Regions from separate parts of the Mustela erminea genome. Here region 2 is linked to region 1. Evidence: chromatin contacts called from public Hi-C data. All regions are on one chromosome and are shown on one strand. The core of a region is the stretch at or near the end of the contact, and the rest is flanking DNA. Distances in the headings are between cores, read along the strand shown. Region 1 holds the start of DMXL1 (dmX-like protein 1). Region 2 holds the start of TNFAIP8 (tumor necrosis factor alpha-induced protein 8).

What was found. A called contact is a pair of places that touch in the nucleus more often than the background predicts.
Region 2: a contact with region 1 is called in a Hi-C map of spleen, with 4 times the contacts expected there. The contact joins the promoter of TNFAIP8 here to the promoter of DMXL1 in region 1. A contact is called at or near these places in 2 of 3 Hi-C or Micro-C datasets (skeletal muscle and spleen).

The regions. Positions count from the first base shown.
Region 1 is chr3:21,152,161-21,159,149 of mMusErm1.Pri, forward strand. DMXL1 (dmX-like protein 1) reads left to right here and starts at 3,172. Exons shown (of 44, transcript XM_032335421.1): 1 at 3,172-3,771. The coding sequence starts at 3,685.
Region 2 is chr3:21,290,766-21,297,316 of mMusErm1.Pri, forward strand. TNFAIP8 (tumor necrosis factor alpha-induced protein 8) reads left to right here and starts at 3,600. Exons shown (of 3, transcript XM_032335430.1): 1 at 3,600-3,756; 2 at 5,984-6,064.

The DNA of each region.
Region 1 (6,989 bases), core at 1,922-4,421:
AATCCCCAAAATTTAGAGGCATTAGAATTAATGTTTCTATAGTAACAATACATAAAGGATGGCTGGGGTCCTACTTTGTTGCTTGAATTTCTATTTAACCTGTAATCTCCATGATAGATTTTGCTATAGCAAGGTTGCTGTTGCCAGTCCAGACGAGTTCCTGGGGCAGTCAGTGTCTTAGATGCACAGACACCCTCATCTTGTTTTTATGAATCAGGAAGTTCCAAATGCTTGTGTGAAATTCCAGCAACAGAGTCCCCCTGATTCAGCCTTTGTTACAGGATGAGGAACTCTGTTTACTTCCAGTCTCCTTCATCTACTGAATGTTGGCAGAGGGAACTGAAGCCCCTATTGGTGGCTCCCATGGCACAGGGACTCAGAGGATAGGAATTTATATTAATGAGTTTAGGATGAGGGTGGCAGGGAGGGGGATAATGACAAGGATTTCAGGAGATCAGAGAGTGAAGAACAGGCATGAATAATTCTCAGTCTGAGTGGGCTTCCTATATGCTCCTTTTTTCGCCCCAGGGTCTCCGAGGTTAGTCTGTTTGCTGTTCATTACACTGTCACCACTTATTAAGTCTCATTAAAGTCTCTCTTCCCCTTTGAGACTAGAACTTCTCCTGCCTTGTTCAATGGTTAATTGTATTCAACTCTGCATCTGTAGTATGAAAGCAGCCATAGATAATACCTAAATGATTATGCATGAATGTATTCCAATATAATTTTATTTATGGGCATGTGAACTTTATGTGATTTTCACTTATCACGAAGTGTTCTTCTCTTGATATTTTCAACCATTTAAAAATGTAAAAAACATTCTTAGCTCGGGCCTGTATAAAACCTGACAGTAGGCAGGAGTTGCAGAGGAAGAAAAAAGATAAATTACTAGCATTTAGTTATTTCAGTGAAACAGTTTATCTGCTATATATCAAAGACAAGTTGTTTAATGGGCAATTTAATAAAGTAGTAGGAGTATTTCTGATGAATGAGAAGCAAAAGAATACCCTTGCTTTTCATTAGGAACTGTAGTACTACAGTTTTAGATAGACTAGAATGTCCTCAGAACATCTGTCACAGTCTCAAGCATCCCTGGAAAGTTTGATTTGGACTAGGGTATGACACCAACTGGAAAACATTAGAAAGAGTAACCATACATTAAAAGGTTAAGTTTATTTAGTAATAGTGATAATAATAGTAACAACTAACATCTATTGAACTCTATGTGCCAAACACTGTTCTTATTTAATCCTTCCAGTGATTATATGAAGAAAGTCTGCTATTATCTCTTGTTTATAGATAAGGAAAGTAAAGCACAGAGAGATTAAATAACCTGTCTGAGTGGTAAGGCTAGGATTCAAACTCAGGTAGTCTAACTCAAGGCTGAAGGAATTTAATAAAAACTAACAGATGTACTGAGTTGCAGGAATGAAAATGCCAAGCAAAATGTTGTTGATAGGTTAAACTTGCTGATTTTACAGATGAGGAAAATCAGTCTTAAAGTTAGCAAAACCTTTCCAAGGTCACACAGCTAATGTAAGATCAGGAGTAGATCTCAGATTTCCTAACTACTAGGTCACTCAGTTTCTTTAATTCTGCTATACTGCATGCCCTTGAAAACTAAAAACTGGGCAGGATAGAATGAATAAAAACGTTTGGCCAGATACAATTTATGTAGGAACACACACAAAAAACTTCAGTTAGAATCTAAAATGTAAAATTAACTTAAAGCCACTCTGAATAAGATTTGAATTATAATTAAAACAGAAATTAAGTTGTATGTACATTAGGCCTCAATAAAAGTTTTTTAAAAGACAAATTAAGTTTTAAGTCCCTTATTTTTATAAAGAGACTGGGATAAATAATAGGATTCTATTGACATCGTTCAAATTAAAAGAGGGAGATGACTCTTAAGCTTGTTTTTTAAGTAACTTTTTAAAAAAGATTTTATTTATTTATATGACAGAGAGATCACAAGTAGGACGAGAGGCAGGCAGAGAAGGGAAAGCAGGCTCCCCGCGAAGGAGAGAGCCTGATGTGGGGCTCGATCCCAGGACCCTGAGATCTTGACCCAAGCCGAAGGCAGAGGCTCAACGCACTGAGCCACCCAGGCGCCCCTGAAGTGACTTTTTACTGCAAAATAAAATGCACATTGCAAAAATACTTCTTCGCAAAGCATAAAGGGATAAAATTAATACTCCCATCCAAGCATCTTGAATGAAGGTTTTAAAAAATTTTTTAAACCACGACAAAAGTATATAAAAATCAATTTGGCAATTTTTAACAAACTACTCTTTTTAGGTGGAGAGTTCCTGTTCATATTCCTCCGTTTCACATTTACCCAACACCTATGCTGGGACAGACACTGCGCTAGACACTGGGGTTACACAGTCGAAGAGGACAGTCCGTACTTCAGAGGCTTAAATATATGGAAGGAAAAATATAAACAGATATTTTATCAACAATAACACAAGAATTGGGTCAAAATACACTGAGAGTATCCAGCAGTTGTAACTGTGACACTAATCTTTTGGAATCCTTAGGGATTTTTCCAGAAACAAACGCTCAACTAGGGTTGGTGCAGTAATTATAGTCCGCGGTTCTTCAAAACCCAAGTTCAGGAAAATTTAGGTGAAAACACTTGATTTTAACACTTGTCGAGTATTTAAGTCTCTCAAAATCACCCTGCTTAGCGAGGCGCGGAAGGCTGGAGAAACTATTATGCCGGGACAGAGACGCCAGAAGGGGTCACATCCACTTGGGAGTCCCCAAGGGACGCCGGGGGCGGGGGGAGGGGGAGCGGTGCTTGCTGGGACTTGTAGTCTCTACCAGGACGGAGGACACTGCATCTCCATTTATACGCCTTTCTTCCATTCACGCTTTCTGACCCGACGGATTAAGCCCCATCCTAAAGCATAATTCGACTACTTTTAACTCACTCTAGGCTCACTGTGTTTCTGCCGGTGTCCTTCTGTTCCGCACTCAAACCGACAGACTCAGTCATCCGCCTCCAAGCGATTGGCCTGTTCTCAGTGGTGGGCGGGGCCCTAGGTGGACTGGAGCTCATGATTGGCCAGCATCTGACTGGACGAGGCGTTTTCTTATCCACTTGCGGATCAGTAAACTGTGGTTAAAAAAAGTGAGTCCTTTACCGCAGTACCCCTCTTCGCCGCGGGAAGTCTCGCGATATTTCGGCTGAAGGGACCTAGCGACGCGTAGTAAGCGGCAAAGGCCAGTGGGGGTGGCGGGCACCGGAGCCGGGAAGGGACAGGTCAGGCGGGGAAGGCGAGCGCGTGCTGTCTGCGCCCCTGGGGCTCGGTCTGGGCCAGCCACCCCGAGCCGAGAAGAACTGTGTGGATTGCGCGGCCCTCCTCCGGGCAGTCGGCCTGGAGTCTCGGCCCTTGAGTCGCCCCGGAGCTTCACCTGGGCCCGCGCGGGCTGTGACAGGTGCGCGGACGAGCGCCGCGCTGCGCCCTCCCGGCGGCCCGCCCCCTCCGGGCCTTGCCCGCCAGGGCTCGGGATGAACTGCGGGCCCCAGCTGAGCGGCTCCGGCTCCTGGCGCCTGTCGCTGCCGCCGTCGCCGCCCAAGAGCGGCCGCCGCCCCTGAAGGAAGGAGGAGGGAAGCGGCAGCTGACCCTGGGCATGAGCCGGACGCGGCGTCCGTTGCGGGACTAGGGCGCAGACATGAACCTGCACCAGGTGCTGACCGGGGCTGTGAACCCTGGCGACCACTGCTTCTCCGTGGGCAGCGTCGGCGACCAGCGCTTCACGGTGAGTGAGGGAGGCTCCAGCGTCGCCCGTGGCGGGTCCGCGCCCCTGAGTCAGCCGGGATCGGCCCAGACTCACGGGGCCGAGGCCGGGAATGCCTGGTCGCCCGCACTGGGGTCCCCTGGTCTCCCACGAAGGTCCCCGCCCCTAGGACCAGGCGGACCTGGCTTCTGAGAGCGAAGGAGGGAGAAACATGTCCGTCATCGAGGTACTGGGTCGGAAGTTAGAATGTTTTGTAGGATTTTTAAAGTTTCTAGTCTGACGTCCTTGGACTGGGGTGGTTTATCAAAATCGTTTATCCAGAAATCGTTGTTGTAATGTGTATGAGGGCGTTTCGGTATCCTGCTCCATAGGCTTAAATTGTCAAATGTAGAAATAGTTGAGATTGGTTTAATTTTAGACCAATTTAAGATCAAGTATCTTTGTAATTAAAAAAAAAAAAGTGGGTGTCTTATAACAATTAATTGTTTGCTACCAACATCTAGCGCTGAGTAATCCAGTGAAAACATTGTTTTCATGTAGTTTTCTTCATATTCACCAAGGAATAACTTTGGAAAGAAGAAGAGATTTTTCATAAGTAATTCTCTCCTGTCATCCTTTGGATTCCATATGTAACAGTTTAGAAATCCTGGGAAACTTTTGTTTATTTTAGATTGCTCACATTAATTACTAAAAGTTGCATTACAGTTTTTCCATAAAACTTTCCTGGTGTGTAGTGGTAGGTCCAGGTTAAGATTTACTGAACGTGACTAGTTTTTCATTGGTTTTCTCAGATACTAGAAGGAGGAAGTCCTCAAACTTCTAGCTACTTAACAGTGCGGTGGCGTTTTCTGCTTTAACTATAGTTTTTATAATAATTTTACACTGTAAGTAAGTACTGCATATGATACCCATTGTCTAAACGTATTTATAATACTGAGGATATTTGCCATAACTTGTGTTATCTCTTCGTTAAGGATAAAAGTAAAACTTAATTTTACATAAGCAAGTGAAACTAAGTAAACAGCCTAACAGATCCCCTAGGGTTTCTTCTGTTTTACTTATGAATTATTTTGTGGTCTTTGTCAGTCAAAATAAATCTTAGATTAAATAATAGTGATAATTTAACATGGTATAGAAATTTCATATCTAAATTGTGCTTTTAGATCTGTGACAACTAAGTACTCATTCTCAGAGAGAGTATGTACCTCCTCTGTGGAGAGATTCATACATACCTTAGCTTGCATTTGACAGTAGTAATTTTGAGATTCTGATGCTAAATGTTAATCTAGCCTGAATGCTCAGGGGAAGAGTGAACTCTGAGGGTCTTAGTGAGCTACTCTAGACTCCCTATAGCTGGACATTGCTCTCTGCTCTTGGTATTAAGATGGAAGAAATAAGCAGCATCCTAAGGGGGTTCTCTAGTGGGAGATTATAGGATGGTAGCATCTCCTAAAGTTGTATGAGTGCTTTCTCCAATGCAAATTCTAGCAACTTTTCCTTAGAAAGCTTTTGGTATCTATGCCATAGTGTGAGCTTTCAAGTACATACAATATACTGGCCTAGGTATACACCTAGATGACCCCTCTAAGTGTTTATAAAAACTTGGTGTTATTTTAAAGAAGAGGTGAGCTAATAAACCAGAGCTTCTATGTGGTTATTATACACCATCATGTAGCTTCTTTTGTGACCTTATTTTTAAAATCTATTTCCATAGACCAGATTTTTTTAAAAAGTTTTATTTACCTATCTTAGAGAAAACGAGCAAGCAAGGGAGAGAGCCCCTGCGACCCGCATGTAGTGGGGGCAGGGGCAGAAGGAGAAGGAGTGAGAGTCCTAAGCAAACTCAGTGGGCCCTAAGCCTGAGCAGGACCTCAGTAGGATAGGGGTTAGGGAATAGGGGCTCAATCTCTCCACCTTGAGAGCCATCCTGGAACCAAAACCAAGAGTTGGACCCTTAACTGATTGCCCTCCTCAGGTGCCCTCCATAGACCAGAGTTTAATCATCTCCTACCAAGCCTACTACAGATTTCTCCCACGTCTCCGGAAGGATTCTAGTAAATTAGATAAAAATAAATTTTTCATTTGTTTAGTATAAAGATACCCTAGTTCTCTGTAATTTGGGTTGTAGTTTAGTGATTAACAATCATCTACTTCCTTTGTACCCAATCCATCCTTGAACCTTTAACATTATGTTGCTTGTTCTATTACAAACTAAGTTTCTTGCCTTCAGTTTCCTCTATACCATATATATACATCTTTAATTTATCTCTTTTGAAATTGCTTGTTTTTCATGTTAAAAAGCAGATCTCTTTATTTTTGACTCCTTCAATTTTTTTTTTTAAAGATTTTGTTTATTCACTTGACAAACAGAGATCACAAGTAAGCAGAGAGGTAGGCAGAGAGGAGGAAGCAGACTCCCCCCTGAGCAAAGAGCCCGATGCAAGGCTCGGTCTCAGGACCCTGAGATCATGACCTGACCTGAAGGCAGAGGCTTAACCCACTGAGCCACCCAGGCACCCGACTCCTTGAATTGTTTTTAAATGCTTCTGATTTTGACTTCTTTGATAGAAGATAGCAGACATTAATGGTATGTACAGACTTAAAAAAAATCTCAAAATTTCAGTTTGACTTGAAGGAGAGACATGAGATCTTCCATTTGGAGGCCCCTTTGAAGAATGATTTTATTTCTCTTGCACTTCATGCCTTTTGTGAAGACATCCTGTGTTTGTAATTCCTCCCTTCTCATGTTTGCTGATAACTTACCTGTTCTTGTTTTGAAAGATTGCAAGAAATGAGATCCTGTTTCTTAAAGGAAGTCTGACAGGTTTTAAATTGAAATGAAATTGAATGCCAGCTCTCATGGATTCTAGGTTTTAAAATATGTACTTACTGATATAATTTGTTTGTCTAAGTATTAGCTAACATCTTACTGCTAAAACTGACATGGAGTATTTTGACTTCCTTCTTAGTCTAAGAACTTCTAGTAGGCAGTGACCATGTGTCTTATGCTGTCAAACCACTTTATTTGTACTTTCATTATATTATTAACCAGTATTGCCTTGTATCTCCTATGGTTTCATTATGACCATCTAGAACAGTGATTAAGGTATTGGTGGCTCCTATTAGTAGAGTTATTATTTGGGTTTGATTTCCAGTCTCATCCTTATGTTTAGCTGTACATCTGTCTGCAAGTTCTTTTAAATTCTTTTTTTTCCTCATCTGTAAAACGGGGCCAGAGT
Region 2 (6,551 bases), core at 2,350-4,849, 140 kb after region 1:
TTGGAAATTTGCCAGGCGAGTACAAGGAAAGGATGATGAGGTAAAGGAATAGGAGGAGGCACTAGCAGTGACTGGCTGAAGTGTCGGTTGTTGGCGTTAGGCTGGGTAGGAGAGGAAGCTGGGAGAAATGCAAGTGTATGTGAGGCAGAGGAAGAGTCAAAAATTAAGCCAAGGATAAGAGACTAGTCCAGGCGTAGAATGTTGAAAACAGGGGCACCTGGGTGGCTCAGTCGTTAAGCACCTCCCTTTGGCTCAGGTCATGATCCCAAGGTCTTGGGATGGAACCCCCGAGTTGGGCGCTTTGCTTATCAGGAAGTCTGCTTCTCCCTCTGTCACTCCCCCTGCTCATGATTTCTCTCTCTGTCTCTGTCAAATAAATAAATATGTTAAAAAAAAAAAAAAAAGGAATGTTGAAGATAGATTGTAGAACCGTGTAAAAGATAGAAGGGGCTCTGGGCAGTGCTGTTTTAGGGTGCAGCTGGGAACAACGGAGACAGGAGTGAAGCAATGGGGACAGTTCCTGGAGCTGAGTTTGGAGGCACCATGACCTCCTGGCTGACTCTCACAACAGTCATGCCGACAATCGCCTCCTTCTAGCTCAGCAGAAGCAAGGCGCGTTGTCCTAAGTCGTCCAGTTTACACGCGGCATATAGATTACCACAGTTCTCAGTTGGTGGTGACAAATATGACTGCCCATGGGCATTCAGGCAAGAATCATTTCTAATTATTTGGGGGTGGGGAAGGATGGGAGTGTACAAACTCTGTTAATCCTAATTTAGTTGCACCACTGCCGAGTCAAGAAGTATTTAGAAAGTAAATGTCTTTGTCCCTCCCTCTAATGGGTGGCATTACCAAAGACAGAGCCTGCCAAACCAGAAACCCTATGAATCAACCTAGATGACTCTCCTTCTCTCAACCCCCACATCCCATCAATCTCCAGGCCTTCAGCATCTGTATGAGTTTCCTATTACTGTCACAACAAATTACCACCAATATAAGGTTTTAAAACAACATAAATTATTATTTTACAGTACTATAGGTCAGAATTCCAGTGTGGATCTCAACAGGATAAAATCAGAGTGTCACCTCAAGAGCTGAGTTCCCATCTGTAGGCTCTAAGGGAGGATTCCCTTTCCCCTGCTTCGTTGGGTTACTGGCAGAGTTCACTTCCTTGTGGCCGCAGGACTGAGATTCCCACTCTTTGTTGGCTGAGATCCATTTCCAACTTTTAGAGGCCACGCATTCCTTGGTTTCTGAACTAGGTCCAGTTCCTCTCATATTTTGAGTCTCTCCGACCCACTCTTTTACTTTACAGACTCACATGATTAGATTAGACCCACTCAAATAATGCAGCATAAGCTCCCCATCACATTGTCTTTACACGTAAGCACATCTGCAAAGTGTTCCAGGGATTAGGGAGTGGACATCCATCCCAGATTCAGTATAATGCCTACCACAGTATCCCAACCTGTCATATTTCGGTAACTTCCTAAGCAAGTTTACTGGCTCTGGCATTCTCTTTGCTGTTTTTCAGAATGACCTTTCTGGAACAACAATTGATATGTCCCCCATGATTAAAATCCTTCTGGCTTTCTACTAAGGAAGGGTCAAATTAATGCTGTTTAGCTCCTATAGTGAGAACACACACACACACGCACACAGGCACGCCCAGGTGCGCTTGAATTTAAAGGGTCCTCTTTTGTTATTTTAGCTTCATTCCAACCTACGCTCTACTTTTTCTCAACCCTCCTGAATGCTTGAAAAATGTTGATTGTGCCCATTTCTCCCCCTATAGATGCTCCTGAAACTACTATTCCTAATTCCAAACCCAACTCAGACATCACCTCTTTCAGGATGGTCTTGCTGACACCCCCCTCCCATAGTATAACCACAGGACAGTGTTCTTTTCTAAACACCTATGAACCCTGTGCATATTCTTATTTGGGGCATTGAACACAAATGTGTTGTGATTTTCTGGTCTACTTCACCTACAAAGTGTTTAATTACCTGTCTCCCAGCCATACTGGGCCACTCCCTAAATGTGTAACTTTGGGCAGGATATTTTACTTGACTATGCCTCCATTTTCCTTTGTAAAATTAAGGTAACTAGGGGCGCCTGGGTGGCTGAGTGGGTTAAAGCCTCTGCCTTCAGCTCAGGTCATGATCCCAGAGTCTTGGGATCCAGCCCCGCATCAGGCTTTCTGCTCAGCAGGGAGCCCGCTTCCTTGTCTCTCTCTGCCTGCCTCTCTGCCTACTTGTGATCTCTGTCAAATAAATAAATAAAATCTTTTTTAAAAAATAAAGGTAACTCTAAGAGCAACATTATAGGCTGTTGTGAGGATTAGGACGGTGACCTGCCCATACTAAGTTTTGCTAATATTATTATTAACAGCCCCCTGCACAGAGCCACCATATAGTAGGTGTTTAATGGATGTTTGTGGATTCATTGTGCTCCTACGAAGGTCAGCACCTTCATGAACCTCTACCCCGGGTCGGGGCTCCTCCGCAGAAGGAAGGCAGATTCTGCCCCATCCCGGGGGAGAGCTAGTCTTCGACCCCACAGGCAGGAGCAGTCACAGTGAAAGCCCCAGAAGTGACTGAGACCAGACGGGCTTCCAAGGAGCCAATGAAGTCTTTACCTGAGAAAGGAAGCCCTGCAATCTCCGTGAAGGGCAACCAGGAATCATGAATGCGTCAGACATCGCGAGGTAGACTTGAGGCCAGTAGAAGCTGAAAAAGAAAAAAAAAAAAATTAGTGGGATTTAGGGGCTTACGTGGATAGTTCTAATCAATAATAATGTCAACAGTTGGTAACAGTCATGCATGCCTGTTTCGTGCCAGGCACAGTAAACCTGTATGAGCTCATTTAACCGTCTCAACACACTATGAGGCTGGTATCTCATTTTTGCGACTGAAGACACCGAGGCCCGAACGTGACCCTCAAGCCAGTCCTGACCCCTCGCGTCCAGACGTCCCTCCTTCCAGTCCGGATCCAGCTCGCACGCCGCAGCCCGGCCCTCCCCTGCCTTCTTCGGGGCACCTGCCGTGCCACCTCGGTGTCAGGCTGGGTTCGCCCAGTCCAGGATACCTGGCTCTCCTTCCCGCCTCTGACCTCCTAGGTCCTTCCGCTAGCCCTGCCCCTCCTCCTCTCCCGCGCCTTCTACGCCTCTCAGCTCTTCAACCCGCTTTGCCCCTGTATTCCTAGCTCCTCCTCTCAGCTCCGCCCCCGACCTTCTTTCTCCTCATGGCCCGCCCCCGACAATCTAGCTCCTCCCACATCCCCGACTCGGCTCCTCCTCCCCAGTCCTCCCCGCCCCCAGCTTCCTGGCTCCTCCTCTCAGCTCCGCTCCGGACCGTCGGGCCCCGCCTTATCCCCGCCCCTGGCCCCTCCTCCGCCGCGTGCTCTGCCCCCACCCTCCTAGCTCCTCCTCTCAGTTCCTCCTCTGGACTCCTAGCCCCTCGTGGCCCCGCCCCCGGCCCGTTCGCTCGTCCTCCTGGCCCCGCCCCAGCGTCCTCGATCCTCCCGTAGCCCCGCCCCTGGCGCCCAGTCTCCCGCCCCGCCCCGACCGCTCTGTTCCTCCCTCTGCCTAGTCCGCCCCGCCCCTGGCCCGTGGCCCCTTTTCTCTCGCCGCGTCTGGCCCGCGCTGCTGATCCGTCCGCGGAAGCCCGCGAGCGTTCGAGCCGCTAGCGAACTCCGCACCGTCAGATCACCAGGTTCGCCTCTGTGTCCCGGCGCCGCCGCGCCCTCTCTTCAGAGTAAGTACCTCCCGGCGCGTGGGTCTCACACATACTCCCTCTCGGGGCTTCCCCGGCCGCTGGGCTGACGGCTGCTCCTAGGGGCGCGCCTTCCGCTCCCTCAGACTTTCGGGAGTGAGTGGGTGTGAGTGGGTGCATGTGAGCGCGTGTGTGTCAGAGTGTGTGTGCAGGCGCGCACAGCCCCGGAAACTCCCCGAAGTTTTACCCAGTTTCTGCGCCGCGGCGCCTGTCTGAGACCTCCGGCTAGCAGCCCCTACCACAGACTCGGGTCGAACCTTTCCTTCACTTCCACCTCCTCCTCTGAGCCCCACGCGCGACCCGGTCCTTCCTTGTGTAGACGCGGAGCCCGCTATGTGTCCCGCTGCCTGCTAACAGCTCGTGCTGTGCAGAGGAGACTGCCCGGGTTACCACAGTGCCCCAGGTTGCAGACGGAGGTGCTGGCCGGAGATTGTAATCCAACCCCGCGTGGTAAAACGGACGCACTGGAGTTTTTACCTCCGTCGTTCGGTGGAGGCTGCCTTTGCAGAAGAAAGTTTTGTGTGTGTGTGTGTGTGTGTGTATGTGTGTGTCCTTGCGCGCGCTCGGGTGACACTGGAGCCTTAAGCACCTGATGGAGGGACACCTGATGAGCCCTTTGGGACCCAGGGAGGCTGATAGGCATGTTCAAGACCCCCCTCCGGCTGACCAACCGAACTTTGACACCTAAAAGGGTGTGCATTCATTCAGTGACACGGTAATGCTAGCGCCAACTGATTTCCTAAAACACAGCAGTAGTTAGAAAGAGCAGGACCTGCGGGATGGTGGAAGGAAGGGGACAAGAGTTGAGAGCCCAGCCCTGGAACAACAAAATCCTTGAGTTACTTGCATCCCTGTGTAAATTCTTTCATGGGGGGGGTGGGCAGGAGGTCAATACTACCTCAAGGTAGAGGACATTTCTGCATTTAAAAAAAGGTTAGGGGCGCCTGGGTGGCTCAGTGGGTTAAGCCTCTACCTTTGGCTCAGGTCATGATCCCAGGGTTCTGGGATCGAGCCCCACATCGGGCTCTCTGCTCAGCAGGGAGCCTGCTTCCTCCCCTCTCTCTCTCTCTGCCTGCCTCTCTGCCTACTTGTGAGCTCTGCCTATCAAATAAATAAATAAAATCTTAAAAAAATAATTTAAAAAAGGTTAATTGATAGCGACACTGTACTTGAATCCATCCCTAAATGATTCCCTGGTTGCCGAATTCTTCTGTATCTCTGAATTCTCTGAATTCTTCTGTATCTCATTGTATTCTTGCTATGTTCTTACTATGAAAGGAGAGAGCCCCATAAAATGCCCCCACTTCCTTGACAATTCATTTAAGATATGCTGGTAATTAAATGACATGTCGAATAGAAATCTTTCGTTGAGGTGTACGGGTGGTGGGGGGTGGGCGGCAGAAAGCTGTGTGGCTAAAGAAAATCACCAGAACAGAGCAGCTTTACGTTGCCATTGTACGCTGGCATGCGAGAGCAAGTGCTGATAAATCACTTTAAGTGCTGCTTATCACAGCAGATATTTTTATCCTGGTTTCAATCCTGTGTTACACAAAAGTGTTTCCACGGTGTTTTAACTAAGGAAACATTATGCTGTGAAATGTAAACATATGACTCCATCTCTCTTAAAGGAAAGAAATAATTATCACACTTAATTAAACACCTGGAAACATTTATTGCCACCTTCTAATTAGATCTGACATGGGGAGTTAAGTCAGCAAGTTATTGCTAATTTTCTAGCTGGTAACACAATTAGCTTTTTTGTAGGGTTTTTTGGATGGCTGTTCCCCTTGGTACACAGTACTTGCCTCCCCCACCCCTGGCCCACCTTTTGAGTTTCTACCTGTTATTTGAGTAAATAGTTTCTGGAAGTGGATACCACCTACCTCCCTGCAAAATGCGAATGCTTTAGATGTTGACTGTTTCGTATTCACCATTTTTGCATGAACAGATGTAGGCCTTATAAGCTACTATATTCATCTAGATTATCGGATAATTTAAGAATCATTGGGAAATCATTGCATCTGAGAAGCGGCCCCCAAAAGCATAGTTGTTCTGACGAGTGGACCCTGAAATGTTGTTCTTTAAGGGAGATTTTAATCTCTTGTGCCATTTGGTGTCCTTTGCTTAAATTCAATGAAAAGGGGTAGCTTGAGCTGGAAAATCTCATCTTCATTGCCCCTTAGTTTTCCATTTCTGTCTCTGTTGCCAGTTACAGTGTTCATCTTGGTAGCATGGTCTTGTGAGTGCAGACCCTTCAGGGATCCTGACAGAATGGCCAAGAAGCTTTAGGGTGAGCATGCTCCCCCCACACCAGAAGAGTGTTTTCTGAGGCCTGTTCTCTGCAGTTCTTCATTCTGTTGAAACTGGAGGAAAGGGTGTGTGGAGAGAAATGATTGCATCCAAACAGCACTTGTTAGGAAATGCCATATGGGAGGAGGGGTCAATTTCTAGATGGTTTCTGGTTGTGGGAATTTCAGATAGTTGCTCTTTGCTTTTGGGCACTAGGGAGATCTCGAAGTTCATGGGTCCACTTATTCTTCTTCTGCTTGGGACCGCCTTTTGGAATGAAGACATTTGCTTCTTGAAGATTTCATGTGTGGTCTGTCAAGAGTTAAGCTTTGCTGACACACCTCTCAGAAGAATCTGTTCCCCACCCCTTCCAGGTTTGCTCACATTGAAGGGATGGAACGTGGGGGAACCTTTGGGAGGCAGGGGAGGATCAGTGAGAACAAGTGAGGGCCACCTATTTTCTCACAGAGACAAAAGCCAGCATTAGT